Linked DNA regions of Zea mays: region 1 is linked to region 2. The links are chromatin contacts, called in public Hi-C maps. All regions are on one chromosome and are shown on one strand. Each heading gives the region's core, a stretch centred on a gene start, on an enhancer-like site or on the middle of the called end of the contact. The rest is flanking DNA. Distances are from core to core; before and after follow the strand shown.

Region 1 (5,394 bases), core at 2,529-5,028, 720 kb before region 2:
GGCTGGCAGACAGTCTCTCTCTCTCTCTCCCTCGCGAACGTTTGTAACCCCCTACTGCAAGCGCATTCGCCCTGGGCGCAGGACAACACGAAGGTCGCGGTTTCCCCTTGCTGTTTTCCCCCCTTTTGTGTTCCGTCTCGCGCCGACCCATCTAGGCTGGGACACGCAGCGACAATTTACTCGTCGGTCCAGGGACCCCCCGGGGTCGAAACGCCGACACTAATTGAATCAATTACTTTTTAAATAGAGTAAGAGTAGACTTGTTTTTGTGTATCGAAAAAACTAGAAATTGGTTTCTAAAAAATCAGGTTTCAAATAGTCATATCCAATTTTTTCATAAACTAATTTCTAGAAACTGAGGACAGAAACCAGATTTTTAGAAACTGTGGTGCTTCTAAACTAATTTCTCCCACGAGTCCCGCTCGTCTGCCACATATAATTAGCCAAAATACGCTCCGATCCAATAGACCACTGCGTCAACTCGCGCCACTCCCAACGTTCGTAATTCCTCACCATTGCGTCTCCACTCATCCGCCATAGCAGCCGTCTCCCATTCTTGGCTCATCACCTTGTTTATGCTTCATTTTTTAGAAACTAGATTCGTAGTTGAAAGGATCACGATGCCCAAGAGGGGGTGAATTGGGCTTTTCTAAAATTCTAATAAAAGATTAAACCCTAAGCATGAGCCCAACTTCATCCAAACTACTATCAAGAAGTAAAAGCTATGAAATAGAGAACAACCTTAAGTCATTATTGCAAATACTATCTAAGTAAATACACAAAGTAAAATGCTCAAAATAAATGCGGAAAGTAAAGTAGGGACAAGAAGACTCCTCCCATTTTTCTTGAGGTATCGAAGAGTCGACACTCTCCACTAGTCCTCGTTGGAGCACATAGTGAGCATTAAATGCAAAAGGTCTTGAGTGCTTTGACAAGGGAGTTGGTGGTGTGGCTTTACAATTGTGAGCAAAGTGTTCTTCTTTTCTACACTCATAACACTTAATGGGATTTGGATTTTGCTTAGCCTTATTTTGATTTGTTGATTTCTTTTGCACAAATGAATTGTATCCAATACCACTCTTATTGTTTTTCATGACTTTGTTCATGAGGAGCTCATTTTGGAGGTATTGGCAAGATGTTCTTTCTCAAGCTTGAACTTCTTCATTTCTTCCCTAAGCCTCTCATTATTCAATACCAACTCATTATTAAAATCTTTGCTTTCTATAGCAACTTTTTCCTTGTTGGTTGCTTCAGTCAAGTACTTCTTTAATTTCTTGTTCTCTAGTGCCACGATTTTAAAATTTTCAATCAAATCATCATGAAGACTAGATTGATCATCATTGCTCAAAGCATCACATGAGGTTGCTACATCAAGCTAAAAGCTCATATGCAACAAGAAGATTACCATGATCAATTTTAATTTTTGTGTAATCTTCTTTTATCTTAACAAACCTATCTTTTAGCTCCCTATTTTCTTCATTTGTTTTTTCACATTTTTAGCATCTTTAAGGGAGACCTTGAGCCCATTTCTAATAGATGACATAGTTTTGTTTTCTTCGTTCATTTCCTCACTAGCTTGAACAACTATATCATACTTAGCAGTTAAGAACATATTTTCACCTATTAGCTTATCACATTTAGCTTTGGACTTTCTAATGATTTGAGTGTATTATTTAAGCAAGTCAGCTAACTCATCATAAGTAGGAGAAACATATTCATCATCACTATCACTATCACAATTTTCAACAATGACAATATCATCTTGTACCTTCCGTTCACCTTTAGTAATGAGGCATATGTGTGTAGTGGATGAAGGTGATGATGATGGTGAAGAGAAATCCACGACGATGGCGACGACCTTTTCATCATCTTCTTCTTCACTTGAAGAAGAGCTGCTTGAGTATTCAATATCGGTGAGTCAATCACCAACAATGTATTCTTTCCCATTCTTCCTTTTGTGAAACCTCTTTTGCTTGCCTTCTTTCTTTTTGAAGAACTTCTTTTCCTTGGTCTCATCATCATTTTCATCATCTTTCTTGCATTTGAATTTGTTTTTCTTAGGCTTGGTGCATTGATGAGCAAGATGGCCAAGCTCTCCACAATTATATCAGTCCATCTTGGAGATGGACTTTCTCTTGCTAGAGGAAAACTTCTTCTTTATTGAATCAAATTTGATGCCTTCTCGGTTAAGTTTCTTCAACATTTTTGTTGTCTTTCTCACCATCAAGAATATTGTGTGTGAGAATTTGTGCGATTATGAACTATGTGTATGAGAACTGTATGAACTACTACTATTTGAGTTTCTTTTATTTATCATGTTAGCTTTGTATGGTGATTAGTTATATTTATGTTCATGTATCTTTATAATATAACTTATATGTAATCTGTCTATGATTTGATATTTTGTTGTTTTATGGCGGGTAAACAGACAAGCTCGCGAGTATCCTCTACTCGCGGATAGAGGATACATATATGATATTATGCTCATGGAGGGTGGAAGGCATGGACGAGAGCATTGGTTTTAGCTCACTGGCACAGTCAATAACACTTTGTGTAAGGCTCTCTCCAGCAATGTTCCCTAAATTTCATCATCTTAAGAAATATTCTCTATACATTACTTTATTCTCTAAAAGATTATGTCCTCTATATCTTCTCCATCTCCAACAACGTTCTTTAAATTTCATCCTCTATATTAATAGTGGTACTAGATTTGGCATTCTATATTTTTTTACTGGACGTGGGCACGTGAACAAGAGGCGTATGAAACAAGAACAATACATAAGAGTGCATAAGAGTACGTTCGTATGTCCTCTATTTGTAGCAGACACAGGCAACGACTATTATGCAAGCAGTCCTTCTATGCAAGCGTGCAAGCAAACAATCTGATTCTTTAGATTACGATCCAACCATAGATACAACCATGGTTTGTTAGGGTTTTTTTATAAAGATTATTAAGCTGGTGGTGGAAGGGTGTAAGTGTTAAATGTGACCTATGGTTGGATCACGATCTAATGGATCAGATGGTTTGCTTGCACGCTTGCACAGAAGGACTGCTTGCATAGCAGTCGTTGCCAGAAGACACATGCCATTATCTAAATTTTAGAGGACATTTTAGAGTCCCTTGTTGGAGACATAAAATAGTCAACAAACCTCTATATTTAGAGTACAAGCGCATTTACAGGTACAGGTTCGTGCTGGAGCGGTTTTAAAGCAACTCCAAGAGATTAGCAAAAACAATTAGCCAAATTTAATCTCTAAGAGACTCTTTATTTTTAGCTCTCTATTTAATTCTCTATTTACATTTTTATAAAGATCACACTCTATATGTAGCATTCCACTCTAACAGACTATCTATCTAGTTTGGTTAGTCAGGTGGCTAGCCAAATTTGACCAGTGAGAGAGCTAATTTAAAGAGTCGGATAGAGAGTTATTTTACTGTTGAGTAGCTAAAATTTGACTTGACGAGCTATTTGATTAGTCTCTTGAAGATGCTCGTATATTCTTTAAAATAGATTTCAAAAAAGAAGTACACTAATCCAATTGAATCTCTTAAATTCAGAATTATGTATAGCTAGTGAAACAAGCTATCAAAAATAGAGTTAATATGTATGAATAAAGACCTATCAAATTTAAAGGGTCATTTATAAAATAACGTTTTTCTAATAATAACCAAATTTATCTTTATAAAACTATTTACCTAGTCTTTTGCTCCAACCATTTTACCCGTTGCCATTGGTATGCTCCTCCTCTGCTCCCTCCTCGTCGTCTGTCGTCTCCTCGCGCTCGTCCTCCGCTGCCCGACTCCGGCGTCGTCCCCACAGTCCGCACCAGCCGACCCAACCACCGCTCAAGCCTTAACCCAACATTTATCTGTATCCCGTGGCAAGGAGCATCTGCGCGTCACATCCGCGATCGCGCGCTCTACGTCGCCTCCCGCCGCCGCCGCACGGCCGCGACGGATGCTCGGCCACCGCTTCCCTACCGCCCTCCGCCTCCCACATGGTCTGCTGCAGAGGAGGAGCATCATGGCCCGCCGCGGCCTGACCATCATGGCCGGTGGCGAGGCGGAGGGTCCGCTCGCGGGTTTCTTCGACTACATGGAGCGGCTGCGCAACTACGAGCGCTCGGGCGTGCCGCGCGGCGCCGGCACCGACTCCGACGACGGGTTTGACCTCGGACGCATGCGCCGGCTCCTCCGCCGGCTCGGCGACCCCCACACCCACTTCCCGGTGAGTTCTCCCGGATGTAGATCTTCGGAGATAGTTCTGTTCGCTGAATGCAAATATGTAGCTGAATAGATGTGTCTGTAGGCTGTGCATATCGCCGGCACCAAGGGGAAAGGTTCTACTGCTGCATTCCTGTCCAATATCATGAGGGCCCAAGGCTACAATGTAGGCTGTTATTCTAGGTAATCTTAACTTTTCATCATCTTTGTCAGTTACGTGTTTTCAGCAGTTGTTAGTCAGAAACTTTATGGTGCCAGTATGATATAGGGGGCTTGACTACGAATGGATCCATCATTGTTTGCTCGAGCAATTGCATAGAAATACGTTTTAGCCTTTAGGCTGTCAAAGGATCTCGATTTTTAACAGAGGGCATCCAATCAGAATTGCAAAATGTATGAATAAGAGCAACTCCAAAAGTTCACTTAAAATTTGTTCCCCAAAACATCTTATTGGGGCTGTTGGGAAAAAAAATTCCCTAAAAAAACTGTAATCCACATCAGAACGCTAAAACTTGTCCCTCATAATTTTTAAAACTGAAACCACATAGACTATGCACGTTAGATTGGGCCAACGGAAGTTTTTTGGGCCATGCTCTTCTCCGTGCCCTCGTTCTGAACTTATTTATCTCTCATTGAGCTTTATCATTGCCTCCCGCCCCTCCCACTTTGCTCAATCAGTACCAGACAACAAACATGTCGTTTCACAGTAACACACATGTTGCCAGGAAAACAAATGATAAGTGATTCTGCATATGCTTGAAGGAACCAAAGGAAACAAATTCATAAATAGTTACAAACTACAAATTACTACCAAACTAAGATAATTTGTAACAAGCTGAAAATTAGTACCAAACTGAGATAATTTGTACCAAACTAAGAATTAAAAGGAAACTGAGATAATTTGTACCAAACTAAGGATTAAAAGGAAATTGAGACAATTTGTACCAAACTAAGAATTAATAGGAAACTGAGATAATTTCTACCAAACTTGAGGTGCAACAAAGCAGCATGTTCATCAACAGAATCTCCTCGGACTTGTTTTGTTGTACCACCAAAGTACCTGCAATAAGACACCTCTTTGTCTAAGGACATATAGTCACAGATAATAAGTACTTAGGAAAGGAGACATGTTCCTACCTAAGCAACAGATTGAAGTGCTTTGAAACTGC
Region 2 (4,688 bases), core at 874-3,373:
AGACAATTGTCTGAAATAGCTTACCATGAAGCCCTTGAGGAGACAAGTCCTGCAGCATTGCCCCACACTCTTTGACAAAACCCACAGCCACCTATCATTGACCAAAATATGCACATGTTCCAGGATTGAGTAAGTTGTTAACAAAATAAAGTCAAATGGTACATAAGGTCCAAGTTGTGTACCTCGACGCTATCATCAGTCGGATTTTCCAGGAGTACAGTAAGAAGCTCCAGCGCCACAAGTTCATGTGCCACCACCTGATTTACCAAGTGCGCAATGAATTTGGTTGCTGCAAGCAATTGGGGCTGCAAGTAAAGGAGAACTTCAGTAAGAAATTTATGCAGAAACTAACAATTAAGCACATATGTAATTCTTCACACTCAGATATTAAGCATCCTAAATGTAAGTAACAATTCATCTTATGTACATAAACAGCAAACGTCAGTGTATACAAGCCCCAGGTATAAACAACAACTTTTGCTAGTTCTTTTATTTGACTTTAATCCATAATCCAAGTAGAAGGTATATCCTATGTAACTTCCAAAACCTGCATTAATCCAGTTCATGAGTTCAAATACAAATGGAAAGCAATGTGAAGTGTTGTGCAAAGAATTTCATGAGCCAACTACAAACCTTTGTAATTGCAGAACAGCAGATCTATTGGTGTATGCACCAATAGTTCTCCTTCAGCTGCAGACTTAAGTAGCCATTTTTTCCAGACTAACATAAATAGGATAGCCCATTTTGTAAATGGTTTAAAAAATTGCAAAGATCTTGATAAGGATTAGATAAGCAACCATACAATAAGTGAAACTAATTATATGAAAACACCTTGGAATGCAACTAGACCCGGCGTTTGTAGATTCTAAATGAGTCATTCTTAAATAAAAAAGTAACAAAGTACTAAAACACTTCTTGAGCTGAGGAAAATGAAGACAAGCTCACCTTGTCATTTCGCTTATATGCCCTCTTGAGCTGGAGCACGACACGAACAAGAAGCAACTTCCCAATCTCAGGGAACTTGGTATTCACAACCGCAACTAGCGCAGCAAATACATCAGTAAACCCAGGCGAGGCCATCTGTGACTTGATGCAAGACTGACAGAAGAGCCCCCGCCCACGAACAAGGTTCTCTGCAAAGAGCTCTGGCACTATATTCTTGATATTGGTCGCATTCACCTTATTCACCAGCCCATTGATGCTCTTCTTGAGAGCATCCCAGGTGAGGCGCTGATACTCAGGGCTCGACTTGTCCTCCATATCACGCATCATCTGCGCCATGCGGAAAGGCGGGATGTAGATCCCACCCGTGCGCCCAGGGATCATCTCCGGAAGGAGCGGCGGTGGGGGAGGCAGTGGCGGGGTCAGCTCCTTCACAGGGCTTCTACGGCGCTCGTCTCCCTCGTCCTCCCTTCGCCTACGGTCGTCCCGCCGCCTCGAACCCTCGTCTCGGCGCCGGCGGCGATGGCGACGGCCGTCGGGCGAGGACCCTGACTCCGAGCTAGGGCTCCGGCGCCGGTGGCGCCGTCTGTCTTTCTCCCGGTCTCGCTTGCCACGGCGGTCGTCCGGCTCATCATCCGGATCCCTAGCCCGCCTGCGACGACGTCCTTCCTCCTTCTCATCGTCGGAAACCCTATCGCGCATCCTCCGGCGTTCGCCACCTTCCTCCCCGTCTGAAACCCTGTCGCGCCGGGGAGATCGGTTGTCGCCGTCTTCATCCCTTCCGGGCTTGGCGTGGCCGTTCTCCTTCTCCTCAGAGGGCTTGGCGTCTCGGCCGCGGCCGCGGCTGTCGGAATCGGGCGGCGAAGCCCTAGATCTGCGACGGCGGTCCGCGTCGACGCCGAGGGAAGGCGAGCGAGGTGGATACGGGGACGCGCGGCGCTTGCGGCGGCGCGGGGAGACGTCATCGTGGTGGCTGTGGCGGCGGCGGCGCGGCGGGGAGACGGAGTTAGCCATAGCCGGGACCGAGGGTTTTGTGGTTTGTGGTAATAATTCTAGGGAAGCGGGGTCGTGGCCGCGAGCCCGCGAGAGGGGAAAGGATGGAAATTGGATACGAAGAAAATAGAAATCGGTTCGATCGGTTCTGTGTAGCCGACAAGAGATCGATTCGATCGGTCCCGTGTAGCCTAGTAAGTAGTAAGGGTCAGATCTAAGCTTTCAGCTTTTTTGAAATTTTATAATTTAGCTTTGGAACCATTTAAAAATAAAAAGCTTCAAGAAGTTAAAAATCGAAAGCTCAAACCATTTAAAAATAAAAAGCTTCAAGAAGTTAAAAATCGAAAGCTCACTAGAGTAAGTTCTGAACCCTATTTGGTACAACTTATTTTCAGTTTTTAATAGATTTACGAGGTATTTAAATGCACTACAACTAATAGTTAGTTAGTTAAAATATTGCTAGTTAAATTAGCTAGCTAGTTAACTATTAGATAATTTGCTAAAATAGCTAATAGCTAAAGTAATACCTAGATTGTTTCATTGTCTTCAGTTAATTTTAGCAGCTAACTATTAGATCTAGTGCATTCAAACACCCCATAAGCAGAAGTTTTGCTAAACAGGTAGCTTACACAACAGTTTATCAGTTTAGCTGCTTCTCGAAATAAACTTGTCGGTGTTTGGACCACGGGTCCTTAACCAACTAGTAAATGTGTCGCGTAGCCGACTCTAGATGGTGAGCGAGAAGACACAAGCAGTTATCCTGGTTCGGGCAATACAATGCCCTATTCCAGCAGAGGAGGATGAGGCTTATATTACTCGCACTGTGGTGCTTGTAGTAGGGGGTTTACAAGCACGGCGGGAGAGAGGAAGTCCCGAGTCCATAGAGATGATTGAGTCAAATACTAATATCTAAGACAAAGTGGGGGAGTGAGCGTTCGTCTGCGTGTCCCGTGGATGGATCGTCCTCTTGGGGGATCACTGCCCTATTTATACACGAAGGGGAGCGTCTACAGTGAAGCTGGTGTTGTATCCGAAGGAGAGACGTCTTGGCGCCCTGTAAGCCGACGTGATGACGCACTGTGCTGCTGACTCGCGCCTGCTGATTTCCCGTAGAGAGCCGAGGCAGAGACCGAGGGGTTGTCCGTACGCCCGAGCCCCCGAGGGAGAGGTTGCCCATGCCGTAGTTGTTGTAACAGCGCCGGGGTATGGGCCAAAGGCTGCTTACGGGGTGTGTCAGCGTCCTGACACGGGATGACGTCGAGATTCCCTGTTGCGCTTATCGAGATCAGAGCCCCTGGTTAGTTGAGGCGGAAGTCTTCCCGAGGCGTTAGTCGAGCCGTCCCTTGACGTGCACCACAGTCGGGCGGAGTGGCCGTCTGCAGGATTCACGGCGTAGTAGGTGGCCAAGGCCGAGCTCGGGCGAGGTGGAGAATTTGCCCGAGGACCAAACTTGATGTTGGTCGAGGCGGAGAAATCACCCGAAGGCTAGAGCCGAGGTCGGACGAGGCAGAGAGATCGCGCCCGCGGGCTGAATCCTGCTTCGGGTGAGGCAGAGAGATTGCGCCCGAAGGCCAGTCTACTCGACTTGTCGTATTAGGCGTCCCATCGGAGGGTGGCAGGCGGCGTGCGCACACTGTAGTGTAAACGTAATCATGTTGTGGCGCCAGACATGATCGTCGTCTTATCTATCACTGTGCTCTGTTGTCGTAGCATGGGTTGGCACACGCATTAAATGTGCATGTCCCCTTCCTATTTTCGGGTGCCCCTGTCCTATTTGTCTGAGGCTGGCTCGGGCGAGACGGTCGGTGCGGCGGCAACCTCAAGCGAGGCGGAGTCCTGCCCGAAGTGGGAGACTCTTGGGGAGATGTTTCGGTCTTTGTGGATAGCTCGGGTGTCACCCCTCGGGGGTTTTCGTCCTTGTTTCTCTGAGTGCGTTTGTTAGGGGATAATTCGGGTATCCCTAATTATTACCCTTGACAGTAGCCCCCGAGCCTTCCAAGGAAGTAGTTTGGTACTTGTTTGGAGGCTCTACTGCTCGCCTGCGAGCGCGCTGCTTTTTGAGAGGTAGGACGTGTTTGTTTTCCGATTGGTGCGCGTGAAAGGGGAATGGGCTTAAAAAAATTCCTATAATCGATTTTGGTGTTTGACGTCCATCACAAACCATGTGAACTAACTAGGTTGCTTAGATGACATTTATCTCAGGTGCATAAGGTTCAACATAAACCAAGAAAGAAATTAAGTTGGTGACTCAACCAAGTTTGGAGCAATGATTAGTATTGGTGCTGCCAGTGGCGCACCGGACACTGTTAGGTGTGCACCAGACACTATCCGGTGCCCAGGTCAAGGCACCAACGAACTAGCCACTCTCGGGTTTTCTGAGAGGCGCTCCGCTATAATTCACCGGACTGTCCGGTGTGCACCGGACAGTGTCCGGTGAGCCAACGAAGAAACGGTCACCTGCGCACAACGGTCGACTGCAAAAGTGAACAGTGCGCAGTCAGAAGTCAGAGCAGCGATGTCAGGATGCACTGAACATGTCTGGTGTGCCACCGGACTGTCCAGTGCAGCTATAAGACAAAGGACTTAAATGGTCAACGGCTCCAAACCCCAACGAGCAGCTGACGTGGCACGCATCGGACACTGAACAGTGCCATGTCCGGTGCGCCATCGACAACAACGACTAGATAGTGGTTGGGGCTATAAATACCCCCAACCACCTCCATTCAAGCCAATCCAAGTTTTTTGAACTTCAC

What was found. Hi-C and Micro-C count contacts between places; a contact is called where the count stands out from the background.
Region 1: a contact with region 2 is called in a Hi-C map of endosperm, with 4 times the contacts expected there. The contact joins the promoter of LOC100285263 here to the promoter of LOC103640938 in region 2. A contact is called at or near these places in 2 of 25 Hi-C or Micro-C datasets (ear and endosperm).

Annotation. Positions count from the first base shown.
Region 1 is chr10:23,094,529-23,099,922 of Zm-B73-REFERENCE-NAM-5.0, reverse strand. It overlaps LOC100285263, which reads left to right and starts at 3,778. Exons shown (of 10, transcript NM_001158157.1): 1 at 3,778-4,229; 2 at 4,311-4,408. The coding sequence starts at 3,960.
Region 2 is chr10:22,370,608-22,375,295 of Zm-B73-REFERENCE-NAM-5.0, reverse strand. It overlaps LOC103640938 (pre-mRNA-splicing factor CWC22 homolog), which reads right to left and starts at 2,123. Exons shown (of 8, transcript XM_020545568.2): 1 at 946-2,123; 2 at 183-305; 3 at 25-91. The coding sequence starts at 1,956.